Regions from separate parts of the Neogale vison genome. Here region 1 is linked to region 2. Evidence: chromatin contacts called from public Hi-C data. All regions are on one chromosome and are shown on one strand. Each heading gives the region's core, a stretch centred on a gene start, on an enhancer-like site or on the middle of the called end of the contact. The rest is flanking DNA. Distances are from core to core; before and after follow the strand shown.

Region 1 (2,700 bases), core at 133-2,632, 340 kb after region 2:
TGATTGATTGATTGATTTGACAGAGAGAGAGAGTGATAGAGAGCACAAGTATGGGAAGCAGCAGAGGGAGGAGAAGGAAGCTTTTGCTGAGCAGAGAACCCAATACAGGGCTTAATACCTGAGCTGAAGGCGGAGGCTTAACTGCTGAGCACCCCTCCCCCGGCATCCCGCAAAGGCAATTAGAACTCACTGAGCCTCGGTCTGTGTCATGTGAAAATAAGAAAATCTCATGCACCCCACGGGGTAGTGTGCTGCTTTGGTGAGACAGCCGGCAGAAGGTGCCCAGTCGGCGTCCAGGCATTGCAGATATTTGATAAGACCAAAGTTAGCACGTGAACCTTTGGTTTGGTAGAACACCAGGGACCGTACAAGGCCCAGCAAGGACTTCAAAAATAATACTATCCACTCTTTAAAAAGAGGAGAAAGAGATAAAGAGGAGAGGGAAGACAAGGAAGGATGAAAACGAAAAGAAGACTTAAGAGCCATTAGCAGTGTATTTGAGTGGAAGGATAATAATGGCAGTCATTGTAAACTCAGCTCTCTGGATGGCAGAGGGGGCCCTACGAGCAAGCGGGGGTGCTCTTCGTAGAGGATGACCTCATGTGGTCAGAATGGACGAGGATGAGTCCAACAAGGAAGGAGAAATGTATCCAGGCAGAAGGGGTCACACATGTCCAAGCACCAAGGTGAAGGCCTCCCCTCATGTGGCTTGCACCATGGAGTACACAGGGAAAGTAACGAGAAAGGAGACAAAGAGGCAGGCAAAGCCAGACGGTGAGGGACTCAGTTTGCCTGACTGAGTAGTGGGTTTTTATCTGAGGCCTCCGGGGTGTCCGTGATGGGGGAGGCGAGGGATGGGGTGGGAAGAGACGTGACCAGATTTGTTTCAGAAAGATGACTCAGGTGGTTGGGGGGAGGGGTGTCACAAATGAGGGGAAGCTGGACCAGGGAGACGGTGAGTAGCCACCCCAAACAGGAAAGCGTACAGGTAGATGCCCTCCCCCCAAGGCAAAGGAGCAGATGAATCTCCAAGGCCAAAGGTGAATTCCAGAGTTGCTGAAATCTAGAATGCGAGTTGATCGCCCAGCGTGCTCTGTTTCTCCTGCTCTGTGTGAAAGTCGCAGTAAACCCTATCTCTGCTTCCCAGCCGCTTTGTAATCCCAGAGATAAAGGTGAGTAATCCAAAGGAAAGGGCCCCCAAAACCAAAGGGAATATTTATTTTAAGGAGATTGACGTCTGTAGGAAGGGGGAAAAAAGCCTGCCAAGGCCTGAGTGGGGTGGCTGACATTCACAGATGCCTGCCATTGTATAAAGAGAGAAATTCCTCAAGATTGTGTTTGTCCAAGAAATCAGACAGTTTACGGTCCCTGAGTCAAAACACTCAAGGATTGGAAGCCAGAGTTTCCTGGGCTGAACCCAGTTACTAAATAAAATGAAAAGGAAAGAGCAATTAGACGCCATGAATTGTTGTTAGGGGGGTAGGGTTGGTTGCCAAGGCTCTACTCCAGCAGATGCGACAGAAAAAAGGCAGGAACAAGGCCCTCGGGTTTGCCAGCTCCCCATCCCCCAACCTCCCCTCCCCCCCCGCCCCCACACCCTCCACAGTCCACCACCTCTCCAAACCAACTGGTACTGCTAGTGAGCCACAGTGAGACCTTCTGGGATCTGGAGATGCCCTAGGACCCAGGGGAGGCTGTGAACCGAGCCCCATCTTCAAGGCCAGCCTGCTCAGCATCAGGCCCATCCCAGAGATCCAAAGAAATTTCCGCTCTTCTTGCTAATTGAGTAACAGCCTTTGCTAGTGTCCAGCAAAGAATGACCCCCAGAAGGGTCTGTCGTCCTTCATCCTGATGGAAAATGCTATGGGCGGTGGGGGTAGGGGGGCTTTATCACCTACAGGGGAAGGGGATTAACAGGGAAAGCCACCCACAAGGGAACAGTGAAAAGGAAAGGTGGCAGAAAGGGAAAGAAGAATAAAGGGGAGGCTGCCCCCAGAATATTCTGGAGCCGACTCAATTCCTCCTGCACCCCCCAGGGAGTCCAGAAGCCACCATCGCATGCAGGCTATATGTAAAAAGCTCTCTGTTGGCAACAGAGTTCTTATCGGGACCACCCTGGCTGAACACTCAGGGAAGAAATAGGGACAGTGATGAGGAAAGAGTGTGCTTGACATTGTAATGCCTCATCTGGGCGCCAAGTCACTGAAAGTGACCTGTTTGTAGTAAGTTACAATCCAGCTGCCTCCTGCCTCGGCGGGGAAACACACCAGGCCACTTCTGGCTGGGCTGTGTATGTTTGGGGTTGCCCAGTGACCCTGGACGTTGCTCAGCTGTCTCACACGGGACCACACCTCAGTGGCCCGCAGAGGGGTGCGCTTTTCCAAGTGGGGCTGCTCATGGAACGGCGTTTGCTGCTCCCGGATCCTCCAGGATGCAAGTCGTAATGACTGCCCTTGATGAGATAGCCTTCAGCTCAGAGGGATGTGTGAAAGCTCTTAAAGGTGAAGAGCAGAATCATTTCATAAACACATGAAAGAGGAAAAACCCCAGCCAACGTCTGTAAACTATTAACCGTATCTTGGTTTATTTAAAAGAAAAAGTAGATGGACTCTGCTTCCTTTTTTATAAATTAAAAGGTTAGATTTTTTTTTTTTCCTTTAAAGTCCTTTTTAAGGAAACTCCAACTTTTCTTCTGAGAAC
Region 2 (2,700 bases), core at 167-2,666:
CTTCTTCTCTGTGGCAACAAAGGGAAACTCAGCAGCATGTATAGAAGAATCAGCCCCAACATGCTCTATGTGACTATCCATATCAGAGGACAAGTGTGTGATTTGGAACCCACGGGCTATGGGGGGATGGATCTGCTGGTCTCCCTAACAGTAGTTGCTAGCAGTTAAATAAGTTATGAGTAAAAATATGCAAAGATGGTGAATATGAATAGAGAGAGACGGACAGTCAAAGAAGAGGCTGTTACTCTGGAAAACCAGTCTGCCTTTCAGCAAAGAACGCATAATGAATCAATTGTCAGCTCAGCTCAACTCTTTGTGAATGGAATGCTTTCTGTTGCATGAATGAATACAGTTCCATAATTTACAGAAAGTGACTCAAAATGGGCTGAGATATGAGCATGATTTGACTGATCAATTACTGCATATGTTTTCCCTCCTGTCAGCCACTGTCATTCTGGTTTTATTCTGTCACCCAGATACTAGTGAGCCACAGCCAAGCTGTAGGAGAAACCCGGTCATTTATAATGTAACTAGAGAATTGTCCATCTGTTCTTTCCACATGGAGGGACCATCTTTGACCTGAGGATTAGGGTCTTCAGGCCAGTGAAGGTCTTTCCACTTACAGCCTTCTCCCAGCCAGAAGACTCTTACAGCACTGCGCTGTATATCTGAGCATTGAGAACATCTACAAAACTCATTTAGTTTCTCTTTTGTCTGTTTGCAAGCTATACCAATTTAACCAAGAAAAAAAAATTATTGTGAGAAATATGATTAAACCTTGATGACTTTAGGTAATGTGTTTCTGGTCTTTCAAGTCTTCTGGTCAGAGAGCTTTTTTGTTAGTGTTTTGTTGAGCTTTCTTACAATATTGGGCTAATAAATACCCCCATCTCACTTGTTCTTCTACATCCTGTCTTTTATGAAGCTAGCAGAACCGCTGACCCTTACTTAGGAAAGAGGTGTATGCTGTGGAATTGGCTTTATCAGTTCCCTCTATTATATGCATATTCTGCTTAAGGAATAGGTTTCGTTTAAACAAAAATACCTAGCAGTTTTACTGTAACTTCATTTTCAACATTAAGTTGTCTTTAACAATCGATCCTTCTAGACATAGGAAAATAGTCAGAGAAAGTGCCCTAGTATTCTTAGCCCTAAAGAGAAATATAAAAATAAATCAGATTAAGGTGCAATCCATCCTCGCTCTTCAAACTAGAAACCTAGAGGTAAAATCAAGCTCACATAAAAATTCTGCCCACAATGAAGACTTACCGGTCTGAGTCAAGGGGGAGTCATGTCTTCTAAAATCACGCCACTAGGGGGAGTAAAACCCAGCAATCTGCAATCCACTGCCTTTGCAAGGTTGGCTGTTTCACCTTTCTCTTTAAACAAATGATCCTCAGCTCAGTTGCCCCAGAAAAACACCAGCATCTGGTGTGCTGTGTTTATTCTGAGGTTACTATTTCTAAAAATAGTTTTCTGAAAAATTGCCCTTGCTGACTGGGAAGCACAGAGGCAGGGTGGTGAGCAAGTGGGAGGTTCTCCTGCCTTAGAGGGTCCCTGGAGACTGGGAGTGTGGGACAAGAATATACTTTTTTAAAAGCACAGAACTAGCCTACATGTGAGGGCTGCCCACCTACAGGTGCCCAGGAGGACTGGGGCAGGCCAGATTCACGAACTCTTATAAAAGCAGAAGGTTGGCTAGAAGCTATGGACATCCTCACTGAGCTAGTTCTCTTGATGCCCCCACAAAGGTGACAGGGGGCAGGCAGCTCTGGATGAGAGATTTATTTCAGCCAGTTGGTGGCAGATGAAGGAGGACTTGCCAACCTCTCTTTGTCTTCCAGACAGCACAAGGGGAAGTGTGTGTGTGCGTACATGTGTGTGTGTATGTGTGTTCACAAATATGCTAGAAGGAGGAGAATGGAGACAGCCAAGGTTTGGGGGCTTCTTTCCATTTTCCTCCTCCAACTTTTATCTCTATTCAATCTTCCAATTCCTAGTGAGGAGAGGAGTTACCACTTTTAGAGTCATTTTTATTTTTCTATAGATTCCATTCTAAAATCCCCTATAGACCTGAAGTAAAAAAAACTTCAGTGGTGGAATTTCGGTCCCTCTGAAGGGTATTTGAAGCAATCCTCTGCGCTTCCCAGTAGGGAGCTGTGTACTCTGACTTCTCAGGATCCCAGCCCTGTTTCCAATGGCTCCAGCTTCCCTTTCCTGGCTGTACTACCATGACGCTTCAGCATGAAACCCAACCAGTGTCCAGTGGGCTGGGAGCAGGCTGCAGGAGACACGTCCTGTGTAACACCACACGGTGCACGTGAGAATCTATCGCACACCCTCAGGCTACAGAGAACCCAGACACCTCCCTCTTACACAGACCCCGAGTCACATAGGAAGCAGCTACTCTAGGTGTCCTCCAGGGCAGGCTGCCAGAGGACGAAGTTCTCTGTATCACCCACAGTGAGCTCATGGGACAGTTCAGTCTACTTGGATACTGGAGATGCCCATCCTCTGAACTTTCAGTGCTATTGCTGAAATTTGTAGTGTCTCAGACTTTGTGTGGAGGCAGAAAGAATACCAGGCTGGGTATTGGGAGACTTCTGGCTTCTAGCACCTGCTCTATTTTTGGGGTGTCTAACTCTGGTTTCAGATAGTTCACTGAGCTCCTTCAGGGCTTCATTTCCTCATCCATAAAAT

The links. A called contact is a pair of places that touch in the nucleus more often than the background predicts.
Region 1: a Hi-C map of fibroblasts shows a contact between it and region 2, with 18 times the contacts expected there. The contact joins two enhancer-like sites. A contact is called at or near these places in 3 of 3 Hi-C or Micro-C datasets (fibroblasts, muscle and tongue).

The regions. Positions count from the first base shown.
Region 1 is chr7:117,730,584-117,733,283 of ASM_NN_V1, forward strand. No RefSeq gene overlaps it. Among named protein-coding and RNA genes, the nearest start is that of TRNAR-CCU, 13 kb to the right of the region's middle. Within about 2 kb of position 1,383, the one cell type or tissue checked has open chromatin away from gene starts, as enhancers often do. A contact at or near this core is called in fibroblasts, where this site is marked.
Region 2 is chr7:117,386,830-117,389,529 of ASM_NN_V1, forward strand. No RefSeq gene overlaps it. Among named protein-coding and RNA genes, the nearest start is that of ETS1, 300 kb to the right of the region's middle. Within about 2 kb of position 1,417, the one cell type or tissue checked has open chromatin away from gene starts, as enhancers often do. A contact at or near this core is called in fibroblasts, where this site is marked.